Linked DNA regions of Zea mays: region 1 is linked to region 2. The links are chromatin contacts, called in public Hi-C maps. All regions are on one chromosome and are shown on one strand. The core of a region is the stretch at or near the end of the contact, and the rest is flanking DNA. Distances in the headings are between cores, read along the strand shown. Region 1 holds the start of LOC100384375. Region 2 holds the start of LOC100274525.

Region 1 (5,458 bases), core at 2,918-5,417, 190 kb after region 2:
AACACAGAGTATTGTGGTACAGACAAGACTCTGGTAACGAAATAGAACACGCAAAATCCGCTTCAGCTTTAGGCAAACTGAAAAATCTAACATAGGGTGAATGTATCTCTAGTCAGCATGTAAATACAGTTATACAAATACAACTGAACCTGAAGCAACATTGCTACAACACAGAGTATACAGTATAGGTTGCGTAGTCTCCGAAGTTCCAGAATTGACTAATATGGTTAGTTCCATCACCCTGCAGGTTACATATCACACAATTTTGTTACACAAAAATGAAGACGACAAATACTCTAGCACAAAAGAGGAGAAGCATGTAAAATCACAAAAGAATTCCTATATTCTGATTTGATCAACACAAAAACATAATCCATTGAAATTGCCAATTGAAACCATTCTAACTTTTCTTTTGTGCCACTGTCAGAAACAAAACAGCTATGTTAAAGGTGAAGAAACAATGATCAAATGGAGCACAAAACAATTCTGTGTGTGAATAATTGTATTGGCAAACCCAACACACAAAAAACTCAACCTCTAGGGAAAAGACCACCCCACGGCATTGCATTAAGAAGAAACTTCTTGCACGTAGGCCAGGACGTCGCACGTAGGCCAGGACGACGTGCCACTGAGTGCCCAGGACATATGTCTACGGGCTACGGCCATATGCATCTCGCTGAAATCGACTCAGGTGGTTACAAGTATAACATAGTTACACAGCCGATGGCGGGTGTTGTTTTAACCCAGGCCTGTTTAGATTTGTTCCCAAAGAAAGTCAAACCCAGGACCTAAGATGCTATTAAGACTCCTGTGATCAGTAGGCTACAGACCATCCGTTCACAACAATAATGCTCATGACATTTGGGAGACAAGCAGAACAGCTAGGTGCCCATTATATCCAAAGTTACAGGTAGTGGTAGTTCTGTGATTGTCTGGTTAAATGGCAGAACGAAAAGGTTCCGCAATCCCAGACAACCATTTGATTCAGCAAGGAAGTTTGTGAGAAATGTGGAGAGCTCCTGTAATGGATATCATGACATTCGATCTACCGCATTTCAACATACAAAACCATTTTCTCTGTGGAGTGTAGAGATCCAAGAAACAAAACGCCCGATACCACCAAAAGGTCACCCATCAATCACAGGGGAATACGGAAAGAATATTATGGCACATCCAGTCCCACATGGAGCAATTGGCTGGTTTCAGAGAACAGTATGGGCAATTGTATGCTGATCCAGATTCATATAGCAATAAACCATAGAAAACACACACACATTGTTGTGCATACCAATTTAGCTATCTGATGATTATCTTCAGAAAGCATGTTCCAGTTGCTCTTCCAATTTAGACATTTTCATCACCATGAGACTGCTCATAAGATCGTGTTTCTTGAGGATAGAATGGAGACATAAATAAGCTTGACATATCCCAGTTTTCATCAGATGCCAGTGTATGCTGTAGTAAAGTGATCAAAGAATAATTAGATTCCATAGACAGACCAAATGCAATAATTAATAATTTAAGTGAACAGTGAGCATCAAAAACGGGGAAAGCTAAAAAACATATCAGTAACAGCACAGATAAGATAGAAATAATGTTTGGATGCTTTAACACAGAATGATTTAAAATGATAGCATACATAAATCACACAAACTATTCACCCCCCCCCCCCCCCCCAACACACACAAATTAAATTTAGTCATGAAATTTTTAAAAATATCCATAGTGGGGCAAAACCCATGAAGTTATCTAACTTACATTGTCATATTCTGGAGTTATCCCTTCTGTGCAGGCCTGATAGTATCCTGAATTCAGAGACCATGAAGGCCTATAAGGTTCAAGTTGATCGTAAGGCATGTGCACATAGGACTGTGTCTCATATGATTGTCTTGAACTCTCCAGATTATCACCATCATTTTGGTTGTTGTACATCGAGAAATTCTACACCAGGACCAAAATATAACTTAGTTCCGAATAATGAGGACTGTTAAACACGAGATGTGTTACAGATATATACTCTCCTGAAGAAGCATATAATTTATCAATAAATATAATCCAGGAAAGTATGTTCCTTAAAACCAAGTGAAACACAAAGCAATGAGCAGTCAGATCAGTGATAAACCTCATAGTACTCCAGCTTGTGAGAAGAAACTGTTTCTGGAGGCTCAACATGAATATGCAGTGATTGTTCACCAAAATGCTGATTGTAGCTAAAAATAGGTTGAGACGAAATTTTATTGTCTTCATCATACGAGAAGAATTCCTGTATGTAATATTTAACAATTATTAGAAGGACAGAAAACATGATGCATCAGTTCGAAAGATTCAAAGGTAGTTGGTCATAGAACATAAAGAATGGTTATGTTTATTTTGCCGCTTCTTGCTACAGATAAAACTCTTTTCTTTATGAGGCAAAGGCAAGCCACACTTTCCAATTAAAGATAGCACAAATAACATGAGGGCTAATTTGGAAACCAAAATCCCCTTGGGATCCCCCTCATTTCCTAGGGTGAGCAATCCTTGGAAGTGACATTTGAATAAGACATTTAGTCAGTGGCGAAGCTAGAGTGAATTAGGGGAGGGTGCAGATGCGTTACGAGTGCATACTAATGATTTATAGGTGGTGCATATATGGTGAAAATTTGATCGTAATCACTGATTTTGCAAATTTTCGTGGGTGCATATGCATCCTCTACATTCTAAGTTGCCATGCCCCTGCATTTAGTTATATGTGGGAGGGTTTCCCTCCCTGGGTTTAGCCTCCCTTGCTCCCAAACTAGCCATGAGGTGGAACAGATGTAAAATTGATTTGTTATATACAGAACTGACACACACATAGTTAACTCGTTCACTGACGTATAAATTAAACAATTGTATTTCACATAACTGGAAAGCAAGATTAGACTGAATGCAGTGGCGCAAAATTGAGTTAAGCTCCCACGTTAGCAAAATTGAGATAATCACCTGGAATTGTGGTTCCTCCTCTTTGTAGACATCCTGGTAGGTCTGATTAGGAAACCAGGTAGTCTCATCGGGAACAGCGTGAAAACTGTAGGGCTGTTCATAAGATCGATCATATGAAGTGTAGGAAGGCTGTTCATAAGATCGATCATATGAAGTGTAGGTAGGCTGTTCATAAGATCGATCATACGAAGTATAGGTAGGTTGCTCATAAGATCGATCGTATGAAGTGTATGTAGGTTGCTCATAAGAATGTGTTTCCTCTTCGGTGTCACCATACCAAGACGATCTCTGCTTCCAAACAACAAACAAGGGGGACCCCCCATCCGTCAGTAACGATGGTAGCACAGCACTGGAGAGAATTGAGGAAAAAACCAGAACGGCACGGCGTGCTTCTGCTCACGTTGTTCTGAAACTGCAGTTCGCCGGCGTCGTGCCACTGGACAGTCCCGACGGCCGGCGGCGCCACCTCGACTGCGACGGAGTCCTCGACGCCCCCCTTCCGGTTGGCGTAGACGGGGACCCCGAGGGAGTCGACTCCGATGTGGCGCTCCCCGTAGCCGTCGGAGTGGCCGAAGAGGTAGTCCAGCCCCCGCATGCACTGCCTCCAGTAGTCACGGGCGCGGACGCGGGCGCACGTGGAGCGGCAGTGCGGCCCCGGCGGCGGCGGCAGGAACGGCCAGCCGCGGAACACCTCCGGCGTGGGGTACATGGGCAGGTGACGCGGCGCGTCCCCGTAGTCGTACGGCTTGGGCCAGTAGTACGGCTCCGCCGCGGGGGCCGGGGCCGGGGCCGGTGGCGAGCTCGGCTTAGGGGGCTGTGGCGCTGGCGCCGGAGCGGGTGCGGGCGTCTGAGGGAGCGGAGGCCGCGGCACCTGCGGGGCGGTGGGTGCAGGCGTCGCGGCGGGAGAGGCGACGGGGTAGCAGGTGGCGAGGGAGGGCGGGCGAGGCGAGCCGTAGGTGGCGGTGATGTCGTATCCGCCCGCGTAGGGGTGCGGGTTGTAGTCGTCGAACTCGTCGTCGTCTAGGTAGTCGCCGGTGGCAGCGGCGGGCGCCATTGTTGGTTGCGGGGGTTGGTGGGTGACGAGGAGGAGGGTAGGGAGGGAGGGGGGAGCTGGGGAGTGGAGGCCGGAGGGGCAGCTGCAGGAGGAGGCGGCGGCTGTATCGGGCTACCGGCTGGTGGCATGTTAACCTCGCGCCACTTGGGGGTGATGGTGACGTGAGAGCGAGAGGCGTAGGAAGAGGACGGAGGCCACCGCCACGCCTGCCACTTCCATTATTGCGCTGTGGGATCGGCATCGTGCGTCCATAATTTTGCGCTATCAAAAATTTCACGCTCAAACCAAACAATAGTTTTCTTGAGAGTTTTATCAGGTCAATAATAGTTCACATCACTTGAACATGGATCACGTTTGATATCGAAAGATTCACTACTTTGGATGGCGACATTTTCTTGTCTTATATGACGTTTGATTTCTAGAAACTAACTTTTAATCACTTTATTTTATTCATTTTAGACACTAAATTATTAAATACAGAAGCTAAAATAAATTCTGTATTTAGCAATTTAAATTTAGAAATTTAAATGGAGGGATTAAAAATTAGTCCATAAAAATCGTATAAGACCTCCCATAGATAAAAAAACAAGTATATAAAAAATGTAATAATAAATTAAACTAGGACTCAATTAGCCTAGCGAAATAAATTGTCTAAACATAATGTTAACTTAAACTATAAACATAATGTTAACTTAAACTATAAAAAGTTGTTAAATTTGGTTATGGATAGTGTCTACGGAGTTAATCCTATATAAGAGCTAGTTTGAGAACTTCATTTTTTTTCCAAATGATTTCTATTTCGCTAGAGAAAAATAAACTATTTTTTCTTGAGAAAATTAAAACCTTTTCAAAAAATGTGGAGTCTTAATAAATATTTTGTGCCAGTGTTTTTTTGTTCTCTCGAAGGGACTCTACATGAACAACGCCGATGGCAACAAACGGTAGCGAACCAGAGCTCGATCGTAGCCTAGGCAAATTTCATTGAGCCAAGGCAAATTTAATTAAACAAATTAAATTGTGTGTTTTGAAGCATGTTCTACAATAGTAGAAACATAAGACTGCAGCGAGCCTGAGCATGTGCCTAGGATCGCCGGGCTCTGGATGTCAACAAAGAGATTAGAATTTCCAAAGGAATGACAACCAAATGAACCTATAAATTTTTTTATGGCAACGAGGGGGTTCATAAGATTTTGGTAAGAAAAGGATTATATAGTCCCCACCCACCCACACACTTTGATTGTCTTGGAGGCTTCGATCCGGCCGTCAAAGTCAAAATCTTGTGACGGCACCACGTGGCACGTGCCCTGTTGCCACGTGTGGAGATCCGGGAAGTTGGGGAGGTTGACCCTTGACGTAAAATCAAGGAATCTGGAGCGCACGGTTTGGGCCTGGGGATCAGCTCGCAGGGGGAGTTCTGGGTTCTCGTTGTGGGCCGCGTGG
Region 2 (5,109 bases), core at 1,985-4,484:
GCCTTCTAGGGGCCGGAAAGTACTCACTCTCACAGGTTTGATAGATTATATTATGGTGCTGGTGTGTCGTATGGTGAGATGGGGAGTCTAGCGGGACGGATACGGAGTTGGATATCCATCTTTCTCAAAAAAGTCTGTGCCGGACCATCCGGTTAAATACGCGGACCGTCCGGCTCCGTGCGCGGACTGTCCGGCCATGTGACCGGACCGTCCGACATTATATTCGGACTGTCTGGTGCCATACGCAGACGATCCGAATGGGTTATCTAGGGTTTGCACGGCATGTGGCGGTTTGGGTGCAGGTCTCGGTAATTCGCTTCTAAAAATGGGATCGGCCGCCGCTGGCCCGGACGGTCCGCGCTCACGTACGGACGGTCCGGACATGCGCAGATCGGCAAATTTATCGCCGATGTGCGTGGGAGGCTGTCGTTGCCCAAGGTACGTGTCTATCGGCATCCCATAAAAGGGTTGTGACTGGTCGTGACACCCTGTAGCCGATGAATTACGTGTGTATTCCCTCAATTCAACCTCGTGCGAAGGAAGATTTGCCATAGTAGACTTATCAAGCGCACGCACTAGCCTGTTATGATCGTTTTGTATATCCCCTACGATACGTTGCAACTGATCTCGCTGTTCGTTTATGTAAGCTTTAAGAGATTGGAGTTTGTTGGTGCTACTTACATTGGGGGTAATCGTAGTAGGTCGGAGCGAAGCCAGATCTGTCGCCCGTTGCCGAACGACTTTGTTGTTCTTGTCCACCTTGAAGTCGGCCAGGAACTTCGCCTTTGCTTCTTGGATCAGCTGCTCCTGGCGCTTCTCGAACAGGAGCTGTTCCTCATCCGGCAAGGTTTCCCATGTCGGCGTGATGATATTGCTTGTGGAAACTTCAGAGCTATCCTTTGAACCAGCCATTGAGGGCCGATTTGATAGGTCTATATGTGTTGTCCCCGCGGAGTTGCCAAAAAGTATGTTGACGCCTTTTTGGAGCGTCAAACACTCAATAAGAACCGTGGGCGGTGCCCTCTGCACAGGGGCGAACGGTCCGCGCGCAGGGGCCGGTCTGCGGCTTGGTGCGAGGCGTGGCGGTGCTCTCTGCACAAGAGCGGACGGTCCGCGCGCAGGGGCCGGACGGTCCGCGGCCTGGTGCAAGGCTAGGGCTCCTGCCTGACGGCCGGACGGTCCGCGCGTACGCAGGGGCGGCGGAAGATCGCCGGCGGCGCCTGGATCTCGCTCTCGGGAGGGACCCCGTCGGGGAGGAGAGATCCTAAGAGTTGTTTAGGCTCGGACCGACCGACCTAGACTCTTCTAATCGACGTAGAGTCGAAGAGAAGCGGATAATTTGGGGATCGAGAGGCTAAACTAGAACTAGACTAGAACCACTTCTAATTGTACTGGAAATAAATGCGAATAGAAGTTGTATTGATTCGATTGATGATGATTACAAATCGGCCGTATACCTCTCTATTTATAGATGAGGGGGCTGGACCCTTTACAAACTAATTTCCAAGCTTTTCCCGTGATTTTAGCTAACAACCGTAACACAAAACTTGGAACCCTAATATGCTCTGCGCACGCGCGGACCGTGCGGCCCTAGGGCCCTACCGTCCGCAAGGCTCAATTTGGTTCCAAACACTTCTTTAGAGACAAAAAAATAACTAAATTTTAGCTAAAAATGGGTTCAAACTTACCGTGAGAAAGATCAGTTCTTTCTATCTGAGGCTGAATGCACCCAGATGGCAACCAGTGTTTACATGAACACATTCATAAACAAATTAGCTAACGAATCAAATGGGCTGCAGCTGGCCGCAACCGACGAAGCGAGCAAACTCCGCTAGCGCAGGTTTACAATGACGGATGGTTCGACTCCGGGACTTCTCGGCGCTGTTTGTTTCAGCTTCTGACCACTAAAAACTGTTGCGTACTGTCAAACGCTCAGCTTTTCAGTCAGCTTCTATAAAATTCGTTAGGGGCAAAAACTATCCAAAATCAACATAAACACGTAATCGGTTGAGTCGTTGTAATAGTAGGAATCCATAACTTTCTAAATCCTGAGCCATATGAACAACTTTATCTTCATCCACACGTAATCGTAATGATACTCGAATTCTCTCTACAGTCAGATTCTTCTCACAGTCAGATTTTTAAAAAAACTGGTCAGAAAAAAGCTGAACCAAACAGGCATCAGACGACGCGCGGCTCTCCGAGGTGGATTGGCGGAGCCCCTCGACCATCCTGATCACCGGTCCGGCGACTTCGCCGTGCACACCATGGCTACCTGCAGCATCTGCACCAGCTCCTCCTCGATGTTCTGGTGCTTCATCAGCTCCACGTCGAACACCTCGGCCGTCCACTACTCCCAACCACCGAGTGCACCCATCTCGGGAGGTCGACGACGTCGTCGTTCCCCTGGGTCTGGAGCGCTTCTATCGATTTTGCCTCTCTGCAAACTGCAACTGCCTACATTAATTAATTTAGGAATAGTAGCAGGAGGCATTGACCCCACGGCCTGTGTACGTGTGAGGATCATGCTGGGTTGCATTGACCCCACGGCCTGCACAGAACGGACCACCCAGCTGAAGTTGGGCTACAAGAGGACCGTGCTTTTCCTGCCGCAGACGGTCCAAACTTTGGTTTTGGTGGGGTTTTTTTTCCCTCCTGGTTGTCTGATAAAATTGAATATAAAATATATAAAAAAAGTAAACGCATTTTTTATCTATACAAAATATCAAATAAAAAAGCTATCGACTACAACGTCTCAAAACTTTATTAGTAGATCTATAAATTTTCTGTTTTGGTAGTTTCTTCATCCAAGACGGTTTAAAAAAAAACCAATAAAGAAATATGAAAAAAGTCAAAAGTATATATGTTTTTTAAAAAAATCTTAACCGTAGTTGTTTGACAGATTTCAATTTGAAATATAAAAGAATCCAAACGTATTTTTTTATTTATGCACCGCACCCCAATTACAGCACAGTAGTACTACTAGCTTGTTTGTCGCGTAGTAATCAGTTACCGGATGATCCGCGCGCGGCAAGCATCAACATGGGCGACCCTAGTCCGGCCGGCGCGTCGATCGAACGAGACATGCATGCTTACGTGCACGTAACCGTCCGGCCGTCACATGCCTCTGCGGGCCCACCTACAGGGGAATATCGAGCGTTGGTGTGGCGACTGGCGACCGCGACGACGTCCGTTCCGGTCGGGCCTCACTCCTCAAACGCACGCAATTTGTCGCCCGATCCATCCTTGCCCTTCCTTTATCTCCTCGTGTCTTGTCTTCGTCTCGTCTCGCCACAGGCACAGCCAGCCCTATCGATCGGCGGTACGGTGTCTGCCAAGCCAAGTGCCAACCGCAACCGCCCCCGCGCCGAGCGAGACGATGGAGACGACGGAGATGGCGGCGGCCGCCGCCGCCGCCCTGTGCTGCGCGCTGGCGCTCTACCTGTACCACGCGCTGTGGCTGGCGCCCGGGCGGGTGCGCGCCGCGCTGCGGGCGCAGGGCGTCGCGGGCCCGCGCCCCTCCTTCCCCTACGGCAACCGCGCAGACATGAGGCGGGCGACCGCGGCGCACCGCGGCGGCGGCGGCGGCGTCGTGCACGACTACCGCCAGGCGCTGTTCCCACACTACGAGCGGTGGAGGAAGGAGTACGGTACGACGATCGATCGCAGGCGTGCGTGCGTGTTGCTTGTTTTTTTACTTATCATCATCATCCCTAGGTCTAGCACCATGACTGTCTTTGATTTGTTCGTCTCTTCTGAATGCGCGCGATCAATCGGGATCGGTCGGTTACTACGTTTTTTTTCTTTTTTGGAAAACAAATATATATATTGGACGCACTGCCATAGCTAGCTAGCATATTAATTCGAAAACTTAACACAGTAAATACGTTATTATTCTACCATTTTTGTCGTGTGATAAGTATCATTATTGCATCATAATGGTAAACTTATTACGAGATACAAATGGTGATTTGGTGATGGTATTTTGTTTACACATATAGTTAAAACAGTAGGATAAAGGACTTTGATTGAACAGTGCGTGGTGGGAAATATTCTGGCTACACCATCTACTAGCGAGGATAGATGGGTATATGCTTCACGCGAAATGACAATCTCGTCCCCGGCCAAAACAAACAAGTGAAAAAACAATGATTGAACTGCTAGCACGCGATTTCTTTTCCTCCTAAATAAATCAGATGAATGGTAGCCAGCCAGCGCTTGGCTCTCTTTCCGATCAGAATCCCATCCCTTTGTCCTTATTTCTTTTGACCCGTGTTTTTTTTACCAAAACTAGCTGGCGCGAATCAATTCCATTGCAATGATTATTAGACCATGTTTATTTACCCTGTAAATTATATAATCCAGCTAAAAAAGTTAAACAGATTATTTAAAAAAGTTAAACAGATTATTACGTAAATTATATAATCTAGATATTTAGATTATAATAATCCGTAAGCAGAAGATTCTATAAGATGAATTATATAATTTTAGAAGCAGATACTATCGTGATTGAGCATTGCCGGCGGTGGATCGTCACCGTCCTCCTATAGCCTAGGTGCTGTTTGGTTCACGAAATGTAACGTAAAGGGTAATGATAATGGTTTACACTTGATTACGGGCGGTAACAAGTTTGAATAGTCCGGTATCAAATTTTAGTACGGTATCTGATTACGATTGGACTAAAAAAACATGATTTAACGTAATCACTTACCCATTACGTTACAAATATTTGAACCAAACAATACCTAGCTGCCTATGGTGATGGCGGCGGGGCTTGCCTGCCTGTGCGTGAACCTGGAGCAGTTCACCCGACATGGTACGCAGATTTGATCTGATCCATCCGGAGATCCGGTCCGCCCACGGCCCCACCCACAAACGACAAAGGGCGCTGCCTGTCCTCTCCTCGGCGCCTCTGGATGGTCCTCCTCTCCGTCGACGGACTGCGCCGGCCCCAGCCGCGCAAAGTCCTCTCCTCTCCTTTGTCGCATTGCCAAAAAGGTCTGCCGATTCATCACGCGTCCATGACTTGAGTGGGAGTGCTGTGGATGAGAGGCCGGTTCAGCTGTCAGCTCAGTTCTGTTCTGCTGCTTTTCTTTTCTTTTTTCACTT

Evidence for each region. Hi-C and Micro-C count contacts between places; a contact is called where the count stands out from the background.
Region 1: a contact with region 2 is called in a Hi-C map of ear, with 4 times the contacts expected there. The contact joins the promoter of LOC100384375 here to the promoter of LOC100274525 in region 2. A contact is called at or near these places in 5 of 25 Hi-C or Micro-C datasets (bundle sheath, ear, leaf and 1 more).

The regions. Positions count from the first base shown.
Region 1 is chr2:224,080,465-224,085,922 of Zm-B73-REFERENCE-NAM-5.0, forward strand. It overlaps LOC100384375, which reads right to left and starts at 4,168. Exons shown (of 6, transcript NM_001176918.2): 1 at 3,365-4,168; 2 at 2,965-3,252; 3 at 2,123-2,263; 4 at 1,759-1,941; 5 at 1,289-1,455; 6 at 1-241. The coding sequence starts at 4,018. The coding sequence ends at 1,345.
Region 2 is chr2:223,892,390-223,897,498 of Zm-B73-REFERENCE-NAM-5.0, forward strand. It overlaps LOC100274525, which reads left to right and starts at 3,235. Exons shown (of 3, transcript NM_001356981.1): 1 at 3,235-3,650. The coding sequence starts at 3,380.